Regions from separate parts of the Rattus norvegicus genome. Here region 1 is linked to region 2. The links are chromatin contacts, called in public Hi-C maps. All regions are on one chromosome and are shown on one strand. The core of a region is the stretch at or near the end of the contact, and the rest is flanking DNA. Distances in the headings are between cores, read along the strand shown.

Evidence for each region. Hi-C and Micro-C count contacts between places; a contact is called where the count stands out from the background.
Region 1: a Hi-C map of hepatocytes shows a contact between it and region 2, with 1.5 times the contacts expected there. The contact joins two enhancer-like sites. A contact is called at or near these places in 2 of 12 Hi-C or Micro-C datasets (the Rat2 cell line and hepatocytes).

What each region holds. Positions count from the first base shown.
Region 1 is chr11:95,980,823-95,987,462 of GRCr8, reverse strand. The region is part of intron 2 of Gnb1l (G protein subunit beta 1 like); the gene reads left to right. Among named protein-coding and RNA genes, the nearest start is that of Gnb1l, 28 kb to the left of the region's middle. Within about 2 kb of position 4,097, at least 1 of the 93 cell types and tissues checked has an H3K27ac peak or open chromatin away from gene starts, as enhancers often do. A contact at or near this core is called in hepatocytes, where this site is marked.
Region 2 is chr11:95,904,934-95,910,878 of GRCr8, reverse strand. No RefSeq gene overlaps it. Among named protein-coding and RNA genes, the nearest start is that of Tbx1, 9.4 kb to the left of the region's middle. Within about 2 kb of position 4,203, at least 5 of the 93 cell types and tissues checked have an H3K27ac peak or open chromatin away from gene starts, as enhancers often do. A contact at or near this core is called in hepatocytes, where this site is marked.

The sequences.
Region 1 (6,640 bases), core at 2,848-5,347, 77 kb before region 2:
AACCTCCCTTGTAGCCCACCACCCCCAGAGGTAGTAGAAAAGAAAGGATACAGGGAAGTGGACCTGTTTAGAAAGGTTCTTTGGAGCAACTCCCATCTGCGTTGTCTGGAAATCAGCAGTTCACAGGTTAACGGCAGCAGCTCCATCCATTTGCAAATACTTCATGGCTATACCAGCAGTCCAGTTCAGTAGTGCCAGGATAGCAAGCATGAGTCAGCAGCGGTGGCATGACCTAACAGAGACACCCAGGCCTCAGCCTCCGCCTCAGCTCAGTCAGCAGGAGGGACGCCAGGAGAAGTTCTCAGCTCTGCCTCTCTCAGCAAAGCGAAGGCCATTGAAGATAAGAGACCAACATGGGTTCACAGCTAGCTCTATAAGCAAGCCCAGCTCAGCCTCCATCACTGTCCATAGAGTCCTTTTATATACCACGTGTCCTCCACAGGCCTTGCTCTAGCATGTGCATCTGTCTCAGCTGACATCACTCTGCCAACCAGTCCAAGTCTGCAGAAGTGGCAAGAAACTGCAGCACACCACCTGAAGGTTTTTGGTGCGTTTCTCTCTAGAGTCCCAACAAATGCAGCTAGCTATGCAGTGTAAGGCAGACCAATACATGTGTGTTGTTAGCAAAAAATCCTTCATGTGTCCTTTCACATGCTTGCTTTAGCAGAACATCCTTTCTCCTGTGTGTGCTTCAGCTAAACGTTCCTTCATGAGTCTGCCTTAGCCTTTCACCTGTGTTCTCCAACAAGGCCATACCTCCTAATAATGCCACGCCCTATGAGCCAAGCATTCAAACATATTAGTCTGTGGGGGGGCATTCTTATTCAACTACCACAGGGCCCTATCATCTGTCATAGTTTGCATGAGAATGACTGCTAGAACCAGACACGGTGGCACATGCCTTTAAGCACAGGACTCAAGAGGCAGAGACAAGTGGATCTCTGAGTTTAAGTCCGGCCTGGTCTACAGCAAGAGTTCCAGGACAACCAGAGCTACACATAGAATCATTGTCTTGAAAAACAAACAATAACTGCAAAAAACAAGCAAAATGAACGGCCTTCAGAGGCTCACGTGATTGAGTGCTTAGTCACAGGGAGTAGAACTCTTAGAAAGGATTCAAAGGATTAGGAAGTGTGTCACTGGGGGCTAGGGGGTGGGGCAGGTTGAGGTCTCTAAAGCCCAGGCCAGTCCCAGTCTCAGTCGTTGTCAGTGGATCAGGATGGGTAATTCTTGGGTACTTCTCCCCACCATGTCTGCCTGCATGCTACCGTACTCCCCACCATGGTGATAATGGACTAAACTCTGAAACTGTAAGCAAGGCCCCAACTAAATGCTTTCTTTACAAAAGTTGCCTTGGTCATAGTGTCTCTTCACAGCAATAGAACAGCGACTGAGACACCATCTAGTTCTGGTAGGTAGGCATTCACAATGACAACTGCCTGTGTTGTTTTGAGGACCCAGAGGGCTTCCCTGACCAACAGCTTGTATGGCAACAGCTCACCCCTGGCATTTAATAACGCATGGCTGTGGGGAGCAGCTGTTTCTGCCTGTGCAGAGTACCTCCCCCCATCTTCACTCACTCATGTGTTTTGTGTGGAAGTTGTAGCATGCTCGTGCTATGGCATGTGTGAGGGTGATGTGGTTCCGAGGATCACTCATGGGGTCTGGCCATTCACCATGTGGGTTCCAGGAGCTGAACTTGGATGTCACTTGGCAGCAAGGGCCCTTACTCTGTTGAGCCATCTCTCTTTTGTTTGGTTGGGTTTTTTTGTTTTTTTGAGACAAGATTTCTATGTGTAGTCATGGCTGTCCTGGAACTGAATTTGTAGGCCAGGCTGGCCTTGGTCTACACAGAGATCCACCTGCCTCTGCCTCCTGAGTATTGGGATTGAAGTCTGTGACACCAGTCCCGTCCTGAGTCATCTCTATATTTAAAATTTTGCTTTCTGAGCTATCGCATGTCCTTATGACTTTTTCATCTATCCTTAGTGTGGATGACCCCCCCTTCTGCTCCCTCTCCCTTCAGCTTCCTGCCTGTTCCCTCCTTAAACCTTTCTTCCCCCAAGAACGTCCCTTCTACTTTCATAGCCACATGAATTGTACACCGTTCTCCCTCAAAGCCTTTCCCTCTCAGGCTTCCTTCTGGCCTCCTGATCTCTGTGTATACTCACTCCCGCAGAAATTTGCATATATAGGATTTAGAAGTAGGGTTTCTGTAAGAGAAACCTGTGAGGCAGTTACTTCACTTAATACAATAATTCCTAACTCCATTTTCCTGAAAATTTCATAATCTCATTTTCTTTACAAATAAATTTTCTTTGAATATATAACACATTTTATTAACCATTCATCGATGGGTGAACATCTAGACCGATTTCATTTCCTATCTTTTGTCTCTAGAGCAGCCATAAACATGGACCAGGAAGCATCTTTGTGGTAGGACGGAGACCCCACGTTTTAGTTCAGTTTGCCTTCAGGTTTTCCATGACTCACACTCTTGTGAAACTCAGGCTAAGCCTTGACCAACTGAGCTCTGGGAAACTATGAAAAGGCTTTAAGTCCACACAGCACTCAGGGAGCGGAAACCCTGCTGAGAGCCAGCCCCTGCTGCCTGAGCTTCTTGACCAGCCATGGGCTTCGTGTGCTCGTGTTTACTCAGAGTGTACAGATCATGTCTATCGTCTGCACAGATGGAGACGTTGGCTTTCCTTTGCTATTTGTATCCCCTTCATTTTCTTCTCTCGTCCTGTTGCTCTAGCTAAGACTTCAAGTACCATATTGAACGGGAATGGAGAGATTGGATGTCTTCACTTTGTCCCTCCATTATACCACGATGTTGGCTTTGTTTATCATGTATATTTATTGTGTTGAGGTATGCTCGCTCCATTCATAGTATCTTCAGTGCTGCGAGTGGATTTTTTATTTTATTTTTTAATGGTTTTCCTAGACAGGGTTTCCCTGTGTAACCCTGACTATCCTGGAACTCACTATGTAGACCAGGCTGGTCCTGAACTCACAGAGATCCACCTGCTTCTGCCTCTTGAGTGCTCGCATTAAAGGAGTGTGCCACTACACCCGGCCAAACAATTTGGTTGTTTTCCTGAGTTTGTTTTCAAGGGACTCACTGAGAATGCCCACATCTGTGTTTATCTGGCAAGTTGTCTGTCGCTTTCTTTGTTTTTGTAGTTGTTGTGTTGCCGTCTCCCTGGCGTCAAAGGCTTGTTGTAAGATGAATTTGAAAGTATTCTTCCTTCACTATTAGGGGATAACTGGAGAAAGATTGGTTTTAGTTGTTTGTTTTTAAATAAAGGTCATGAAAAATTCTGTAGTGAATCCTTTTTTTTTTTTTAAAGATTTATTTATTTATTATATATAAGTACACTGTAGTTGTCTTCAGATGCACCAGAAGAGGGCATCAGATCTCATTACAGATGGTTGTGAGCCACCATGTGGTTGCTGGGATTTGAACTCAGGACCTCTGGAAGAGCAGCCAGTGCTCTTAACCACTGAGCCATCTCTCCAGCCCCATAGTGAATCCTTTTTAGCCTAGACCTTTTTAAGTTGGGAGATTTTTTAAATTAATGTTTCAGTCTTATTGTTTGTTACAGATATTTTTCCATTATTTATCTTTTCTGGGTTTAACTTTGCTCAGAGTGTAGGGAAATGGAAGTTTTAATGTCTGCCCATTATGATTTCCTTGGTTGGCATCAGCTGTGCTGTCTCCCTTTAGTCTCTGCGTTTGTTGGTTTGGGTGAGGCAGGCTCTCCCCTCCCTGTCGTTGATTAGTTTAGCTAAGGGCTTGCTGCTTTCATTCACCTTTTCAAAGCGTTGGCTGATGGATGGACTCTTGGAGTGGGTTTGTCCTTGTCTTCTTTCCTTTCATTTACTTTACCCTGGCTGTGATTATTTCTGTCTCCTGCTTCTGGGTTTGGTTTGTTCTTGTTTTCCGAGGTCCTGAGAGACGCCATTAAGTTATTTATTTGCAGTCTCTGTTTTGTTTTTTGTTTGTTTGTTTTTTAGTGTAGGCACTTACAGTTACAGCATGCTCTGGTAGGACTGTTCTCATGGTTACCTCGTGTTACCTTTTCATTTCCGTTCATTTCAGGACGTGTAAGCTTGCTTCTGATTGCCTCAGTGACCATTGGCCATTCAACAGTGTGTACTTCAGCCTCCAGAGTTTGCTGATTTCCTGTAGTTTCTCTTATTGATTTCTATGTTTATTTCTTTTTTTTTTTTAAGAGCAGTGGCTTTCTTTCTATGTTTATTTCATTGTGGTCAGATATAAGACGTTGTTTCACTTTTCCTGTATTGTTGAGTCTTGATATATTTTAGATGATCTGTTTTAGAGGAAGTCCCATGGGCTGCTGAGAAGAACGTGTACTGAGAACGTAGTGTACAGTGTTTGGATAGACTGTTATGTAGATGTCTGCTTAAGTCTTTTTGAACTTTCTTTCTTTTTCTTTGTTGTTGTTGGGATGAATTATATACTGGTCAGAGTGTACTACTGAAGTTACTGTGCTAAGCTTAATTCATTACCTTACTTTGTTATATTTAGTACTATTTATTGTATAAAATTAGGTTCACCTCTGTTCAATGATTATATGTTTAAAATTATAATGTCCCTTTTTTTCCCCCTTCTGTGACAGGGTCTCTGTGTAGCTCTGGCAGTCCTGGAACTTGATCCATAGACTAGGCTGGCCTTGAACTCACTGAGATTCTCCTGCTTCCACCTCCCTAGTTGTGGGATTAAAGACCTGTGTCAGCACGCCCAGTCTTAGTGTCCTGATGAGTTATTCCCTTCATCACTTGTGAAGTGCCCTTTACCTCTCTTGACTAGGCTTGGAGTTTGTCAGCTAATAGGACAGTGATGCTCACTGACCCCTCAGCAGAGAGGCATCTCCGTGCAGTAGATAATTAACACAGACTCACAACTAGGCAACATGCAGAGGGTAAGAGACTTTGAAGCTCTTAACCTTAAAGGGGATGTCTTTATATGAGCCCTGCCCTCAGAGCTCAGGGATCTGTGCAGAGAAGGAGGTGGAAAGAGGCACAAGTGGAAGTAGACTCCAAGGAAACAGCGTTTTCCAAACACAGCGGGGCTGATGTCTGTTATAAACTTAAAGAAACCGTGACAGCATGTACAAGACCTGCACAGAGCAACTAGAATCCCAGCACCAAGAAGGGAAAGCAGGCACAAGCTCCAGATATAGCCAAGAAGCTGTTTGCAGTTGATACCAGCTGGGGAGGGAAGATGAGTTTTCTTTAGTGGAGTGACACTGGGTATGTCAGCCACACTACAGGGAGGGCTCGTGCTCTAAAATGCTTGGCCAACATAAAGCAGACTCTGTGTGTTTTTGTTGTTTTGTTTGTATGTAATTACTTTTGAATTTTGCTTAAGGTTTTTTGTTTTTGTAAGAGAAAAAGAATATGAAATTCACTGGGTAGTGTTTGCTCTCAAGTTTAATCCTAGCACTTGGGAGGCAGAGACAGGTAGAAGATCTGAGTTCAAGGATAGCCTGGTCTACAGAGCGAGTTCCAACACAGCCTAAACGACACAGAGAGATCTGTCCCCCCCAAAAAAAGAAAGAAAGAAGGAAAGAAAGAAAGGAAAGAAATGAGAAAAGAAAAGAAAAAATAAAAAATGAAAAGGAAAGGAAAAGAAAATGAGAGAGAGAGAGAGAGAGATTGAGATTGAAATTGGGGGAGGGGAAAGATGTGACCAAAATAAATTGTAAAGACTATTTAAAAATAAAATTAAAAGAAAAAGCAGAAAATGAATGAGGACCCTGCTTGTTTCCTAGCTCTGTTGCTTTTCTTTCCATCTTTGTGTGTTCAGGTGCAGCGTTTCTCGGAGACAACAAATGGATGGATCCATTTTGTTTCAATCCAGTTTGTTAGTCTGTGTCTTTTGATTGGGAATCAAGATCATTAATGGTTAGTTATTGAAAGGAGTGTTTAATTCTTGTTCTTTTGTCTGGCTTCGTACTATATGCTGTTTTCCAAAGCCTTGTTTGGTTGCCTTATAGTTGTAACATTGTTACTTTCATTCTGTAGACTCTTGCAGGTGGTCACCATTCTCTTCAATCTCCAGAGTTCCTTACAGCATCCTCTTCAGAGCCGGCTTAATGGTCATAATGCTTTAATACTGCTTTTGTCACGGCAAGTTTTTCTTTCTTAAAATAGTGCATACCTTTAGTCCCAGTACTCAGGAGTCAAAGGCAGGTGGATCTCCCTGAGTTCGAGGCCAGCTTGGTCTACAAAATGAGTTACAGGCCCAGCCAGAGCTTACGTGGTAAAACAAACCAATCCAAAACTCTTTTATTTTAGTTTTGTCCATTGTGACAGACAAGGTTTTAATAGTTACGGTAGTCTGAATTGGCAGCTGTGGTCTTTTAGAATCTGAGCTACATCATTACAAGTCCTTTTGGATTTAAATTTTTATGGAAAAGTCAGCTTTAGCTCTAAAGTTTATATTGACTTCACCCTTCTCTCTTGTAGCTTTGATGCACTTTCTTTGTTTCATATATATCACTGTTTTAACTGTAATATGATTTCTTTTCTGGCCCTATTGGTGTTTTGTAAGTGTACCAGTCTCTTACTGTGTACTTGTATTGCACATCCTTCCTCCATGTTTTTAGTG
Region 2 (5,945 bases), core at 2,954-5,453:
GGCGGAAGAAGCCAGCCACATGGGGAGTCCGCTGTCCATCTTCTAGCCATAAGAGCCCCTTACCCCAGGTACTGTCAGGCAGAGGTGTGGTACAGGGCCTCTGAGGACCTAGGTTCAGGCTTGGGGAGGGGGGCGGCAGGAAAAGGTCAGGGGAGCAGGCAGCTGAGGAAAACAGCCTCTTCCCCTCCCCTTTTTGGACACAGCAGGAGTTACTGTCCAAAGAAGGAGCCAGTAGCTCTTAGGAGGTATGCTGACTCAGGGTGAGTGGCCGGAAGGCCTTGCCAAAAATCATACAAGATTCCTCTTGTCTGCAGAGTACCCAACAGTACACATACTGCCACACAGGAGCACTTGGGAGCACTTGTTTGAACATGACTACATATATGGGTGAGCATGCTCACCCATAATGTATGCCACCATTGGCATAACTGTCTTCACGCACAGAACTGAATGGGGATGAAAACATACGAGTGCAGGGACGCGTTCATGCATGTTCACACTGGACATGCAGACGCTTTCCCAGAGCGCGCACACACACACAGAGATCTGATCACACGTGCAGGCTTGCCACCCATGTAGGTTGCTGTAACTGGTCTTCACTGGTACTGACACACGTTCTGGAAACTTAAGTGGACTTTCGATTGCCCCTGTAGAGCCTGCGGCTGTGCGGTAAGGAAAGAATTAAATATATCGGTCCATGCGCATCTGCTGATCGCTAAAGGTAACACAGTCGGGTGATGGACTGTGGGGGGAGGGCTTATTGTCCAGGTCAGTGTCTTGAACACTACGTTACTAGAAGAGTAACCCAGGGGAACCTACCAGTAAAAGATGACCCTTCAGAATGGGTCCACCTGGAAGGCACTATCCATGCTAAGCTGCTATCCTGAGTCTGATACGTTGGTAAGGGAGCCAGTTCTGAAGGCCTAGAATCCTGGCGATTACTGAATATACTGTCTTTTTTATAGATGCTTAAAGTTAGATAAACGCACGGAGAATATCTTTCAATAAATTTAGTTTATTTATGTCCGTGCACGTGTGTCTTTGTGTGTTCGTGCGAGCCCCGCACACAGTTCCTGTGCAAGTCAGAAGGGCGGGTCAGATCTCCCGTACGTACAGGCTGCAGTGAGCCGCCATGTGGTTTCGAGGATTTGAACCCAGGCTTCCTGCAAGAGCAGCCAGTCTTCTTAAACACGGAGCATCTTCATAGTCCCCCAAAAAGAGAGCACTTTGGTTTTGCTTGAGGCAGGGGCTCATGGTGAAGCCAGGGTGACCTTGAACTCTCGTACCTGACTCCGACACCTGAGTGCTGGAGTTGTAGGCATTTTCCACACACCCAGCTAAACTTGCACCTTCTTTTGAGATGCGGGCAGTTAATTCAGATCCTCATACTCATTGCAGCAACAGAGCTGAACTGCTTAGAGAAATTCTTATATTTGTGGTGAAGCTTTTCCTCATAAGCACTTTTCTTGCCTCCCCCTGTCCTCCCCGCGCTTTGTTCTGCCTCCAGGACTCTGACTTCCCCACTGGCATGGTCTCTGGCCAGAAGTTTGGTCTGATGTCTTGAGTCTGTGTGCCCAGAGCCTGTGCAGGCAAATCTCCACCCTCTCCCTGGCTCTACTTTCTCAGGAAGCTCCCGCTAGCTTGGAGATTAAGCTGTCTAGCCTTTCACAAGCACAGGGATGCTGCTGTCACACAGCAGGGAGGATAAAAGAACAGAAGAGTCCAATGGGCGAGATGCATGGAGTCCCTTTGTCACAGGCCCGAGGGGAGCCAATGACACTCTGGACGATGGGAACAGAGGCTTGGATATAGCGTGAGAGATACAGAGACTCCCTGGTGGGGGGCAAGTGTGCTGGCCAGGCTCTGCCAGCCCTGCTAGTACCACCCCATACAGATGTGGGGAAGGCCTGGAATGCTATCCCGAAGGAAAAGATGTCACTCCCTGAGACAGTGGCCCTATCTTCTTGTCCTTTTAGAGCAGAGGAGCCATGAGAATGATATGGCTCACTTGTGAGACAAAACCCCATGGTGAGATGCTCACCATGGTAGATACTATGCTGGGCCCCTGGTCTCTGTGTTGTCACCTGGAAACAATGCCACAGACCCCAGGAAATAGACAGATCAAGCTCCTGCCTCTGCTGATGTCACCACTGATGTCACCCTTGGGCTTTCCTATGTCCCAGCTGGTCCCTGAGCACTCTGAGATGACCACTGGTTGCATCACACTGCTCAAGTCTGGCCTGGGGTCCCAGGAGTACACCCAAGGAATGTCCAGTTAGGCACCCTCTGCTCAATTACCATTGGTCCCTAAGTAACAATACAGCCTGCATTTCCCAGGTCCAAGAGCTGTCCCAGCCCCACCCAGGCCCTGACAAATCCCTTCTCTGGGGCTTTGCTGAGCTAGCTTGGAATTTCTCAAAAACAAACAAATGGGGGAGCCCAGAGCTGTGGTTCCCAGAGCTAACTAAGTAAGGTTCTTCCTGCGTTCACCTGAGTCTGAATTGGCTGAGGTTCCAGGCCTGCTAGGCTGAACCCAGGCTCAGCACCTCAAGTCAGGGCAGTACCAGCCGGTCCTGCCCCTCAACCATTTGCTGAGAATGGCAGGAGCCTGGGCAGTCAGTGAACAGGATCCATGACAGGGACAGCTACTGGTGACTGCCTGGGCTGAGGTATCTTGGTAGGTGCCTGGGGCTTGTATGGTCAGGGGATGGCCTGGCTTCATGTGGAGGTAACTCAAGGCAGCCATCAGGTGGCAGTGGTGTTGGGACCACAGCAGGACAGGGTGTAGTGGCTCTGTGGGAATGTGGGGGTGGGAAAGATGGGTTGGGGGAGGGGCTACAGAGCTGGGGGGGCTGGGGTTAGGGCAGGCTATCAGGAGGGGGCTCTTGCCAGGTGGTCTTAATCTCTTCAGTGAAATAGGAATCCTGGGGCGGGTGGGGGAGACGGGAGCTGAGACAGCTGTGGGACAGGGAACTGGCCTGACAGCCCAGGGGCCCCAGGCCAGAGCCGTCTGTGGTGCCTTCTCCCTAGCCAGTGTAGTACCCTGGATCATCCCTGGGCTAAGTTGCTTCTGCCTTCTTTACCACACATTTTCTCACAAAGATTTTCTCAGCTGGGAGGACCTGTCACACAACCGTGCACAGGGGTCTTCAAGGCAGTCTGGGTCCATTCTGCTTTGGTAGAAGTCACTACCCCATGCGGGTCCCCACTAAACTGTGGAAGCTCTGAGGTGGTGTGGGGTATGTGTGTGAGGCTGACACATGGAGGGGGAGGGGCCTCTGGTCAGGCATGGACCCCCCAAGCTTCAACAGCCAGCCCAACACTGGGGTTAGGATGGAGGGGACAGCCCCACTTAGTTGGTTGTCTTTTTCCCAGGGGATCCTCCCAGAGATGGGGAAACAGAGTCTGAAAGGAGATGAATAAAGCTGGCAGGATGGTAGGGAGGGACGGTCAAGGCAGCATGGAGGCACGATCCTTATACCAGATGTCCTAGGAAGACAGACAGATGGACAGGAGCCTCTATTGGAGCCCTGAAGACGGTCCAGCCCCTCTTTTCATGGTGTCTGCCAGGACCCAGTGACCAGAAGCCACGCCATAATGTGTAGGCGGGCGGGAGTCAGGTTGTCTCATACTGGCCAGGAACAAGCAGGCCCTGAGGCTTTTGGGAGCAACCACAGTGCCCACTAATCCAAAGGCCAGGGGGCGCCTGGAGAAACTGAGGGAGCACTCCTTGCTGCCACAGCAGGGAGCAGTCTAGGCAGGAGCTCCTGGATGACACCATGTGGACTTTCTGTGTTTTCCTTGATCCTGGATCCCATGTAGACTAAACTCCTGGTCCTAAGTCCCCTCTAGGTTCTCTGACCTGTTACCATGGTCAAATGAGCAGGTCTTGGGCTTGTACTCCTGTGGCTGAGGGGCCTTGGCTCTCATGCTCTGCTCCCTGACTTTCAGGACAGCTCTTCCCACACAGCATTTGCTTGTAGTCTTTCACTTTTCCTTCCTGGCTAGCTCAAGGTCCACCAAACACCAAGGCCAGGGACCTGGCTCACATCTGAGGAGTGTAACAAAAGAACTGGGTGTCTTGGTGAGTGGCCCCTGAGGCCTGTTAAGGCAATTCTTATGAGGTGGAGCTGGAACTGTGTGGCCTGTGGATCGGGAAAGTCACCCTTTGCTCAAGTAGAGATAGGACCAGCCCATGGGTCTTCTTGCGCCAGAACCCTCAAACCAGCACAGGAGAGAGAGGCCTCAGTGTAGCTCATGACACTCCCACTGGAGCTGTGCATAGCCAATTGCATGGCCGTCACACCCACCTCGCAGGGCGCTTTTGCAACTGCATACTTACTTTCGAAACATTTGCTCTGGGCAGCTGGAGTTTAATTTTTTTTTTATTTACATTTGGAGCGTTCAAACTGATTTACTGTTTAAGTCGGCAGGTAAGATTGTACGTGTTTCTCATGTGCAATACCAGCTCACCAAGGTGTATATGTGAGCACTGTGGAAACTGTCAGAGGCAGACAGCAAGGGCATGACCTTGAAGAGTTATACGGTGCTTCTAGGACACTTAGACATCTCTCTTTTGGCATTTTTCAAGAATATGACTTGTGAGCTAAAGTACTTGGCTACCCTGAAGGTCTGTCCTTCACCCTCTCTTGTGTGAGTGTAACCACATGTCCTGGTCAGCGTCTCCCCAGCTCTCCCTCAACTCCCCCAGTCCCGACAACCTGCATTCTACTCTTTAGATGATAATCATTTAGACTGTGAGTGAGAACAGGTAGAATCTGTCTTCCTGTGCTGGCTTGTCCCTTGATTTCCTATCATTCTACTCTGGTAAAAGGAGATTGTGTGTGTGTGTGTGTGTGTGTGTGTGTGTGTGTGTGTGTGTGTGTGTGTGTGTGTATGAATGTCAGTGCCAGAGGTCAACCTCAGGCATGCTTCTCAAGAGCCATCTACTTCCCTTTTTGACACAGGGTCTCTCACAGTACCTGGTACTTGCCAATTAGGATATGTTGGCTGGTCACTGAGCTCTAAAGGTTCCGTCTCCATTTCTCCAGCAGCCTTTTTTTGTTTGTTTGTTTGTTTAATTTTGAGTGTTGGGACTGAACTCAGATCTTCACGTTTGCACAGCAAACACTTGACTGATTGAGCTCTCTCTCCAGCCAGCCCAGTGTGTGACGAGACAGTCTCCAGAGGTGCATGCTGTGCTTCAGCTTCCTGTGTAGCTGGCAACGACCATGAGACTAGTGACTGTTTTGTCTCCATATCCAAAGTGCTGGCAAGCACTACCAAGCACAGGCTGGATCTCAGTATTTTTAATGGAGGAGTTGTCTGCCACTGCACTTTCTTTTTCTGCTCCTCATTTGTGGATTCTCAGGTTGTTGCTATGTTCGGGCCATCATGGACAGCACTTTCATAAACACGCACACGCAGACAACACCTTTCATTTCCTTTGGTTGGAGACTGCTGAATTAAATGGGAGTTTAGTTCTTAATTTTTTAAGGAAACTTCAGATTGTTTCCCCTAATGGATAGACTTTTTTTTTCACCCCCAAGACAGTGTTTCTCTGTGTAGCCCTGGCTGTCCTGGAACTCACTCTGCAGATCAGACTGGCCTTGAACTCAGAGATCTGCCTGCCTCTGCCTCCCGAGTGCTGGGATTAAAAGCTCGCACCATCACTCTCTTCGCCCCGTCCACTGCGTGAATGAAGATCATTCTCAGCAATCAGACTGTCGACATTCCAGAAAATGTCAACATCATTCTGAAGGGGCACACAGTCATTGTGAAGGGCCCCAGGGGAACTCTGCAGAGGGACTTCAATCACATCTATGTGGAGCTGAGTCTCCTTGGAAAGAAAAAGGAAAGACAGTGTTAACAAATGGTGGGGCAACAGAAAGGAACTGGCCACCTGCAGTCACGTTCAGAACATGCTCAAGGGTGTGACACTGGGC